2 separate regions of the Sus scrofa genome follow, and region 2 is linked to region 1. Evidence: chromatin contacts called from public HiChIP or PLAC-seq data. All regions are on one chromosome and are shown on one strand. Each heading gives the region's core, a stretch centred on a gene start, on an enhancer-like site or on the middle of the called end of the contact. The rest is flanking DNA. Distances are from core to core; before and after follow the strand shown. Region 1 overlaps FOXO3 (forkhead box O3). Region 2 overlaps FOXO3 (forkhead box O3).

Region 1 (5,300 bases), core at 2,010-4,509:
CTACCATACATGGTGTGGCTGGACTCAACCACACAGAGCTACAGGAGGAGCTGCCAAAGCCTATTAATACTAGAGAATATCTGTGTTAAAAAAAAAAAAAAAAACCAAAAGCTTTGAAACATATTAAAACATGATAGGTACCTAATCAAGAGAATGGTGAGCTCAGGGGAATGCACAGTACAATCAAAGCACCCCTCTGCCCTGTACTGCCGCCTTAAATTTAGCCCACGGAATTCATAATTTCACATTTTATATATTCATTATCCAGAACAGTACAAATACAAGGCTGCACAGGGATGTCCTGATCCTATTAAAAACAGCACAATCATTTTGTTTAATAAGAAAGCAATTTCTGGAGTTCCCATCGTGGCTCAATGGTTAGCAAACCCAACTAGCATCCATGAGGACGAGGGTTCAATCCCTGCCCTCGTTCAGTGGGTTAAAGATCCGGCACTGCCGGGAGCTGTGGTGTAGGTCGTAGATGTGGCTTGGATCCCGAGTTGCTGTGGCTGTGGTGTAGGCCGGCAGCTGTTACTCCAATTTGACCCCTAGCCTGGGAACCTCCATATGCCACAGGTGCAGCCCTAAAAAAAGACGGAAAGGCCAAAATAAATAAAATAAAAAGAGCAATTTCTCTTAAGTGGGGATCCTCATAGCTGAAAATTAAAAAATGCCTTTTACATTCAGAGTCCCATAGAATTTTTTTTTTTCTACCTAAACTTATTACCTAGTCTCAGCCTGGTGGGATTCTGGATTTAACAGGTGACGTCGTCTCTGATGACGCAGCTGGACATGCTCAGGTCTGCTCTCCCTTTCTTATCTAAGCCATGGGAAGAGCTCCCACAACCTCGGTGTGTGCCTCTCAACACAGTCCAACCTCATCACTCCATCCTCACACCCTCTCTGGGCCAAGTGGAGACACAACTGCGGCCTAGCTGCGTCCTCACTGCTGCCACCTCCACAGTGAAATTTTCTCTCTAATCCTTTGTGATTTTCTCTGTTTACTGTGATTCAGGATCTCGTCTATACCTTAGACTCAAAAGTGAGAAAGAACAAGTTTAGCCAGTCCGCTATTTCATTTCCCAGCATGCATTCTGCCGATAACTGCTTTCTGCAGGAAGCATCTCTTGGACCTAAAACTGTCTGGGAGATGCTAGGTTAAACCATGTAAAACCAGTTTCTCTACTGCTGGACTCCTCGGGGACTTCAACCAACTGATATGCATCTTCAAGACCCTAAAGGGTGATAGTGCATTAAATAACTTCCAAACTCACCTAACCACAAAGCTTTTTAAAAATAAAGCGTATGATGAGGCTAGGGTTCTAGATTCTCCCCAACACGATATAATTTGGCCTCTGGAGATGAGCACAGCAACCTCCCTCTTTCCCCAGAATGGCCCTTCTCAGTGCTCCTATCTTAGATGTCCACTTCCTGCTTAAACTTTCCCACCCCTTCACAAACTAACATTTTGCTTCCTTGCTTACAAAACATACTTGAGATGTTCATCCTTCATCAACCCATAACTCTTCAAGTAATCTGGATGTGTCTTTTTTTTTTTTTCTTCCATGAATCTCTGGAGTTCATATTCCTACTTTGAGCAATATATACATTTTTAAATTAAGGTACTGGGATTTAGAGCATCCACAAGCCCCTGAAATTATATGCAAACCACAAGCAAAATGTCTTACGCAACCGCATTTTTCTGGAGATAGGCTGCACAACTTTCTCAAAGGGGTCCATTCATAATAATGTAAATAATAACAAAAATGGTATTATAACATTGAAAAAAATGTTTTCAATGTCATGGGATAATGGAATGGAGAGGAGACATGTAGAAAACAAGGCATTTGACTTTTAGAGAAAAATAATACATACTGACAGATTATAAGTTTGGGGGACATTCTTAAAAGGAAGGGAAATTTGTAGGAAGGAAAAACAAAAAGGTAATAAGCTTAAACAAAAAAGACAGGAGGAAGCAACCAGGGTCTGGGTAGAGTGTGACAATGACAGAGAACTGGGCTGCCACCACTAAAACATTTATTTTACCAGAATCTTGAAATATCCTCTACTTGACCCTATATTCTGCATTAATGCAAAATCAATTTCCAGAACCATGAAGCTTATCACTAACAAGATAAAATAGCAGCTTGGCATGATAACACCAGCAGGACACTCATAACATGTGGTCTCACAGAGGTCATTAGATTTCACATCTGCACAAAGGTCATTATGATTTCATGTCTGCACAAAAAGCTCTATTGGACGGTAACTACTATAAACATAAAAGTGCGTTTTATCCTAAACTCTTAGGAATGGGAAGACACGAAGGAAGGTTCTATAAAGTTTCTGCTCTCGTTATGCCATTTACATCCTAGAGTAATGAACTAGTTTGAGGGAACTGCATTAACAAGTTTGCCCTCCCCTCTAGAAAGACATGTTTCTAGGATAGAAAAAAAACATCAAATAATTAAAGGGAAAAAGTATCCCCTGTCCTCAATAGCTTTTATTGAGTTTTTTTAATAACAAAAACCTATGCTATATTTCATACAAAACAATGAAAATGCTTGGGAAATGAATTCAATATAATAAGCACCAAGGTTTTTCTGTATCATTCATTAAATTCAGCTCAGGTTAAAGAGTTAGGTGCTAGTTATAATGAAAAGTATGTTCGCCCTAGCTCCTTCTTCAGAAATACTTCCAGGATTCCCGAAAACTCAACTTGCATTCCACCACACTACACTACATGCTCACATCTCTCATAAATGCAACAAAAATAAGCAGCAGTCTTTTGCCCTGACAAGGGTTTGCAAATCCCAGCTGCTTGGGACAGAGGGGAGCGGGAAGGATGGCCTCTTAAAAAAAAAAAAAAAAAAAAAAAAATCTCTCCTTGAGAACAACATTAAAATACCAAGAGGATAAACTGAACTCTTAGTTCTTGCTCGTGTTGTTTGGGGAACCACCATGAAAATACTTTGGATCACAAATGTCTCTGCCCCAATCACATATCTGCACTGACACGTAACAGACCCGTAAGGCACATTCTCAAATGGCTTCCACAAGCCCTAAGGAAGGGAGAGCCCCGCAGAAACTGCTCAGGTGAAACCGTCTTTATCTCGCCGCCCGAACAAGGGAGGCAGGAGGGAGTCAGTTTGGAAAGAGCTGGATCTCTGCCAGGGTCAACAAAGCCAGATATGGCGACGAGGCCCGGCTGTGCTGACCCACTCTGACCCAGTCACTGCAACAGGAAAGCCAGGCCCAGAGGCCCCCAGGGATCGAGGGGACATGGACGACCAGGGCCATCAGCAGGGAGGAGGCACCCAGGCCTGACATCTGCATTCTTGGAGTCTGGAGAGCAGGAATAGGAAGCTAGCAGGGCAAGCCCCGAGGAAGAAGGGGCCTGAGAGGGAGGCAGAGCCCAGGGGGAAGACGCTGAGCAAGCCGAGGACTCTCCTTTCTTCTCTAACATTTCACACACTTCACCTGCTTTCATTTTGTAAAGAAACTTATAAAACCAATCTCAAGCAGCCCACCCCACCCCCGAAATTCATTTGCCAACAACTTTCTGGGGAGAGAAAAACCAGAAAGAGGGAAGAAGAACATCAGCACACAGCTCTGGGCCCCTCCTGCCCCACTCTTAAGAAAAGCCAGTTAACAAAGACACAACACAAGCACACAACCAAAAGAGGTCAAAGGGAACTACACAGCAAAGGAAAAAAAAAAATGTTTCCCTCCCCGCTCTCCCAATTATCTAGCTCTCCTCTGGCCCAGTTAACCTTCCGACACCACCTTTTCTCACTCTTCCGAGCTCATCTATTTAAAAATAGTTAAGATCTAAAATATCTGCACACCCTATTTCACAATCAACATCTTTTGATAAACTAGGAAATAAAAGAACATCTTGTTACTATAATGCGTAATCCTCCCTTCTAAGAAAAAACACTTGAACCAAATCCAACAAATGCAATCCATTAAGAGCAAGTTCAGTCTTTCTTAGAGCCTAACTTTGATTTCACATGGAGGACCTGAACTTTAAAAACACTCAACAACATTCCCGATACCTAGATGTTCCCATCACCCACTGAATTATACATTCCCAAGCATGCATCCAATTCTCTGTGGACACACTAGGAAAATGCCGTCTCTAATTTCTAATGGGATTGAGATGAGATGAAAGACTGGAGAGCAATGAAAGCGCTGAGACCCATCCTCCACCCCTTACCCGCTGAATCACACCACCCGCACGACCATCCTCAACAAATGGCTTCTCTGAGACTCCGAAACCACAACAAAGTGCAACCCTAGGCCCCAGCTGTGGCACCCAAACGCCAGAAGCAAAATTCATGACACTTTTCGTGTTCACACAGGAGCTTAGACAGGTGTGAGGAACCGCGGAACAATTATCTGAGGACACACACCCTCTTCCCACACACAGACACTTGTGCTTCTACCACGCCTCCCTTCCAGAAAACTACCAAGGCTTACAGAACCTCTTACTTGAAAAATAATTTCAGGAGAATTTAAAACACATTCTTGCTGACCACGAACAAGAACTCTAAGTTCAAATCTAAAACTCAAATCTCAAAAAGAGTAGGAGAGCAGGTGACATGATAATCATGCATGTAGGAATAACTGAAGAAATGGGAAAGCAGAGGGCCAGGCTTCAGGGCTGAAAAACTGGACCAGATGCATATCTGTTCCTCCAGCTACATAAATTCCAATGATAGCCTTTTCTAAATGTTCTTTTTCTTTTTGGCCGTGCCCCACAGCATGCGGAAGTTCGTGGTCAAGAGATCAAACCCACGGCACAGCAGCAACCCAGGCCACAGCAGTGGCAATGCCGGATCCTTAACCCACTAAGCCACCAGGGAACTCCCATTCTTTTCAAATCAACTTTATCAAGGCATCATTTACATACCAAATAATGCACTCATTTTTGGCACACAGCTGGATGAATTTTGGCAAATGTGTACACCAAAATAAAAAGAACCACCACCATAAAGATACAGAATGTTTTCATTTCCCCAGAAAGTTCCCTCATGCCCTTTTGGCAGCCTATCTCTAAGGCCCACAGCCCCTGTAAACACGGATTTGCTCTGTTACCATGGGCTAGTTTTGCCTTTCATAGAACTTCAGATAAATGAAATCAAACGGCATGTACCTTCTGTGTGTTTGAGAGCCATCCGTGTATCTGTGGCTGTTTCTCTTTATTGCTGCACAGCATTTCCTTTGCATCATTTATTTACTACAACTTTCCAAACTTTTTTTTTGGTCTTTCTAGGGTCGCACCTGCAGCATATGGA
Region 2 (5,543 bases), core at 2,113-4,612, 66 kb before region 1:
GAGCCATGATGGGAACTCTGTAAATTTCTGATTTTACATTAGGTTGGGGTTTGGGAGCTGACAGTAAAGGAGGAATGGTTTGACAGGACTAGAGTGATTTTTCTAATCACATCTAAATACACATTTTGAAATATGTTGTGAGGCCAACCAGTGTTAACTGGTCAAGTACTAGGGATGTGCTTTTCCTAAGGCTAAGGCGACAAGGTCAATATTGCCAACCAGGACCCCCGCTGCTAGACCTCAGGCCGTTCTGTCATCACATTTGCTTACTAAATGAGCCCCTCAGTTACTAGAATCCCAACTCCAAACCATGTCAACAGTTCTGGTTATTTAAATCCACCAAGATACCCAGAGGCTGAATTACAGCAAACCTAACATTTCTAGGAAGAAACTTTTGTCAGGGACAAATAGGCCAATTTTCTTTCTTTTTTTTTTTTCCCTCAACTTGGGCCCAAAGATGTGGAAAACCCTGAAAGCGACTGAAACACAATGTGTCTGAAGACAGGGCAGATTACTCTGTCTCATTTTTATGTCAATCTTCTCTTTCACAAAACCATTTACAATGAAGCAAGGCCTGCACTGGGTGAAGTTAATTGGTAACAGAGCCGGCAAACCTGTCTTGTGTGATTGCAGCTGCCACGAGGGGCCTAATTCTTCAAGGAGGAATGTGAAGACGGTGTGTGAAGGAAGGAACTCACATCTCACAGTCATGCTGACTGTGGTCCACAGCCTAGAGAGCCCACTCCTTGGCCCTCCCTGAAGAAATCAGCAGAGAGATGACTGTCCTTATCAGAATCTCCAAATTCTTTTTCTTTCAATAAGGAAGACAGCTTCCTAATGCAAGATATATTTATCTCTAATGCCAAAGCTCACACAGTCACTATATTTATGCCAACTGGCTGTGAAGACAGATGGACCGCAAACGGATCAGATTTGATTCGGTGTTGGAGAGAAGCTGCCTGAAACGAGTAAGTATTCCACTAATATTTTACAAAGCGGGTAATTCACAAATGCAATTTAAGGTGGCCGATGGCGGGAGGCAGGCTTCAATGTCAGCCAGGTCGTAGCTGGACTCCTGTCCTATGACCCTGGGCAACTGACCTAACCTTGGCCACCTCTTTCACAAAATGGGAATAAAAACAGCCTCTCTGTCAAACTCTTGGATCTTTGGGAAGATTAAATTACGCATGCAAATTACTCATCGGAGTGCCAAGCACAAAAGAGGCTCTCAACTGTCAGATCCCACATACGGAAGCAGTGACATCACGAATGTTCACTTACTGTTTTCCGAGCATCATACACTTGAAGCCAAAAGGTGAGAGGGCGGCTCCTTCCAGGAAAAGATTTCAAACTCTTAAAAGTATTTCAAAGGTGCTGTGCCACTCAGGAGGAGCTGGTAATTTCCCAAATGTTGCTACCCTCTGTCTGCTCCAGCCCCTTCCAACCCATGTTTACCTTGTAAGGACTCTCCACTAACCCAGACACCAGCTGCATGTGCTTCCCCTGGAACACAGAGAGGGTTTTGTCTGGAAGCAACATGTGGTATCAATTTATCTTTCTCAGCAAAGGCAACAAGGAATCCACTGACTTTAAAAATAAAAAGGGAGTTGTGTAATTTAACTCTTAAAGGCCTCTGCTTTTTATTTATTTATTTATTTTTTTGTATCTCAAAATGAGTTACGGTTGTCAGCTCCCAAGCCAGACCCATTGCTTCCCACCAAGCAGATTGCAGGCATCTCCCTGGGCCCCAAGGGATGTCAGTGGGGACCACTGTAAAGGACTACTTTTAAATCCTATACTCATCCACCTTGCACACAGGACCAGCCCTTCCAGTAGGTCTCCCTGCTTTGACTTGTGGGCACTGAGAATTCAGAATGCGGCTGCCAAAGGCCTAAATCCAAATGTATGCATCTGCTGAAAGGTAGATGAAAATGGTCACGTGAAAAGGCCGATGGAAACCATGAGTCAGGGGGAGACCCTGGGGGCTGGGAGCCATAAAACAGCAGGGCAAAGGCAGGCTCTTAGATTTATAATGACAGGCTCTGTCAAGGGCAGTTCTCAGGCCGAAGCCATGATTTCTCTTAGGTATCAGTTCTCCACCCTGGCTGCCTCTTCTCAGCACCTGGGGAGACTTTTAAGAACTCACTCTTAGGAACTGGTACAGGTAAGGCCTGGGCAGAGGAACATTTTTAAAGCTCCCCTGATTATTCTAAGGTGCAGTTAGAGCTGAGAATCACTAGAATTTCCCCTGTATGTTTCTACTGGCTAAGACTCTGAGTCCAAAGCTAATGTACTGCTGGTCCTTCCAGGTCTGATAACACAGCACAGCACATGTTCTTCAGGTTCAAGGTTCCACATTTTAGAAGGTAAGGAGGAGAATCAGGCTCATAGATTAAAGTTATGTTTATAGGTACAGAGTAAAATGGAGAGTTTAGAACAGTTTTGCAGATCACTGAGGTCCAGATATCTTTGTTTTTCTTAAAGGTAGGGGGAAGGGTCCCTGATCTCGCACTGCCTCGTATGATAGTCATCCAGTCTGCCCCATGCCACTTCTCCATCCAAAATCGCTAGGCATGGACAGAAAACAGGGCAAGTGGACTTTTGCAAAAGTAGGAACTGATACGGGCTGAAGAAGGGATGGGCTGGGACAGTAATTGATCCCTGTAATTTTCAGAACCCTCCCTAAATTAGCATGCAGCCTCACATATCTCTTTTATAATAGACTGTCCTTCAAACAATATGCCAAAAAGAGAGACTGCATAAAAATAACCACGGAAAAAGCCATACCCCAATGCTGAGGTACTTATTAGCTTCCAAGTGTTACTTACTGAACTTCTCTGAGAACCAAAGTACACAAGCAAAGAGAGCCTCGAGAATATTAAAAAAAAAAAAAAAAAAGTGTCTCATTCCTCGGCTGTACAAAACACTGTATCACTGCACTCAGTGCAAAGACCCTGGGGAGGGAGGGGACACTGCAAAGGGCCAAACAGTGCCACCACCTGAGGGGGGAGTGTGAGGGCTGGTTCTTATTAGCCATTAGCCATTTAGCTGGCTTACCCTCTTCTCCTACATGTTATCTGAGGGCTAACTTGATCGAAAGTGAGTATGCAAAGTATGAGAGCATAAAACAGACCTGAAGTCAGAGTTATTATCTCTGACTATACATATGGACCAGCTACAGGAGCCTTTCAGACAGAGAAGAAAATACAAACATTCATATAGAGGATTACATAATCAACCCTGATGTGCAAGACAAGTTCCAGGCAAGCTCCACTCTTACTCATCTCTAGAACACTAAATGTTTCAACCATTAAGAGACTTATTTTTAAAAAATGATTTTCTAAAATAAATATTGTCAGGAATTTGGCTGAAGGATTAAATTTCCGGCTAGAAACAAGATTTCCATTAAACTTGCTGACAATAATCTTCTACCCAGAGAGATCTTGGAAAACTAACGTTTGTTTCAAGTTTTTATGCAGTAAGCACAGATTCTGGCCTCTCGTTTGGAGGAATAAAATAACAACCCTGGTGATGGGCAAAATGAATCCATTTTCTATCCCAACAAAAGTAAGACATGGGAAGCTCGTTTAGGAGAGGAAGACCTAGGCAATCTGTTCTGCCCCCAACAGAAAAAGATATCCTAGATGGGAAGAAAACTCCCCTAAAGAGCTACCTGCACTGTTAGAGGCAGTTTTGCTGGGTTTCCTAGTGTGGGTTTTTATTTTCATATTGATTTTTTTAAAAATTTTTTTCATTGAGCGATCTTTTCAGACCTTCCACAGCTGTTTCTGCTCTTGGAGGGCAAGAGGGAACATTCCATTCCTCCCAGCCAAACCTGCACTTCCGGCACACAGAGAACCCTGGCAGCCTTGCGCCCTCTGCCCACACCCACTCCCTGCAGCACCCTCTCCACCCCCAAACCCTCCTGCTTCCAGCTCCACCTCCCCACCGATCCCTGAAGAAGCAGCAACTAACTGAGAAGCAACATGCAGTCAACGGAAAGACAGCCTCCAGAAAGCAGGTTAAAGCTGCAGCATTTGGCTGTCCCTGTTCTTTCTCCGGGCTTCTTCCTGATGTGACTGAATCCCTTCCCCTTTCCATAAAGGGTTCAGCAAACACATGCTACTTAAATTTCCCTTTAAGGCTGTGCAGGACTAGCCACACAAAATGGATGCTTCAAAGGGTTAAAAGCCACGAAGTTATTAAGAGGACATTCTTGAAACTGACACTGCAAAGTAGAACAGAAATAGTTTTATTAATAACATAATTTTCACTTAGACTAAAAAAAAAAAAAACTGCAAACTTTTCCAGTTTGAAAACGTACTGTGGGCGGAAATGGAGAATAAAACGGCTCTGGAAATACACATCCACAATTCAGGAACACATCAGCGTCTCATGTGGCATTATATAAGTAATCATCAGGGCAGAAAGTTCAGTTAAAAAGTAATACTGTGGAAAATGGAGAAGGCTGTGAAACCCACCTAGTAATAAGCAGCCTGAACTTTACAGTGAAAGAGACTCACGACCAGAGAGATACAAAGCAAACCTGAATTCAATCAGCCAGGAAAGGACGGCCAAGCTGAGACAGACGCAGATCTCCAGGCCTTGAGGTGGTACAGTAAATACTGGCTACAGACACCATTCGTCCCAGCATCCGGATTACCATAACAACTTAAGGGGTGAGGTGCAGGGAGCACAGACGATGGATAATCCATCCATCCATCCGACTTCAGCCTGTCTTGCTTTACAACTTGAGGATAGATGTCTATCTCCTCTGACACATACTGAGCCCTTTACAACCAGATGTCTTATTATGGCTTTACCTCCTAGCATGGGGCTGGTACACAGCAGGTGCTCATTCACTCTAATCAATGAATGAGTGGGAAGGGGAAGTCACCACAAAATAGGCATGAATTATATGTTAAAATGAAATGTTAGAAAACAGGAGACCAGTGAATGATCTTCAATGTGCGAAGAATGGAAGTAAGTGTCCCCTGTAAAACAGGAAGAAGCATTTAGGTTGTTCTCAAGTTGACGAATCTCAGCCTTGGGTATTAACTTCGATTATACAACCCAATTTCCAAAAATAAGACGATACAGTCTAGGAAGGAGCTTCAGACTCTCTGTACTATTAGAGAGGTGGGCAGAAGAGTGGTAAGTGGGCTACTGGGAGGAGGGGGGCGCGGGAGAATGGGCTCTGGTGCGGCCAGGGTGTAAAGCTGACCCTCTGCTTGTCTCAGGATGTTATGGAGCCCCATTACTCGGCAACACGGTTGACCCGGAGCACTCAGAGGCACCCTCGAAACCAGAGGTAACACATCTGGTTCTAAAGTCTCTTCCCAGCGAGCACGGAGGTAACAAGAAAAATCCAAAACAGGGTCCACTGCACCTGCAAACTGAAGGCACTTATTGTACCTGGTACCGCCAGGGCTAACTTCTGTGCTCGGTAAAATCGAATCTCATTTTATTTTCAGAGCAAGCCTGTCAGGAGGACACAGAGGCCCAAAAGAGTAACTGCCTAGAGGCGGTGGTGCCAGAAATCA

What was found. HiChIP or PLAC-seq counts read pairs in DNA pulled down with a chosen protein or histone mark.
Region 2: an H3K27ac HiChIP or PLAC-seq map of skeletal muscle shows a contact between it and region 1. The contact joins two enhancer-like sites. A contact is called at or near these places in 11 of 47 Hi-C or Micro-C datasets (adipocytes, brain, fetal skeletal muscle and 6 more) and 2 of 2 datasets of contacts at active chromatin or transcription factors (alveolar macrophages and skeletal muscle).

Annotation. Positions count from the first base shown.
Region 1 is chr1:74,660,025-74,665,324 of Sscrofa11.1, reverse strand. The region is part of intron 1 of FOXO3 (forkhead box O3); the gene reads right to left. Among named protein-coding and RNA genes, the nearest start is that of FOXO3, 33 kb to the right of the region's middle. Within about 2 kb of position 3,259, at least 34 of the 83 cell types and tissues checked have an H3K27ac peak or open chromatin away from gene starts, as enhancers often do. A contact at or near this core is called in liver, omental adipose tissue, retroperitoneal adipose tissue and 1 more, where this site is marked.
Region 2 is chr1:74,725,805-74,731,347 of Sscrofa11.1, reverse strand. The region is part of intron 1 of FOXO3 (forkhead box O3); the gene reads right to left. Among named protein-coding and RNA genes, the nearest start is that of FOXO3, 99 kb to the right of the region's middle. Within about 2 kb of position 3,362, at least 25 of the 83 cell types and tissues checked have an H3K27ac peak or open chromatin away from gene starts, as enhancers often do. A contact at or near this core is called in liver, omental adipose tissue, retroperitoneal adipose tissue and 1 more, where this site is marked.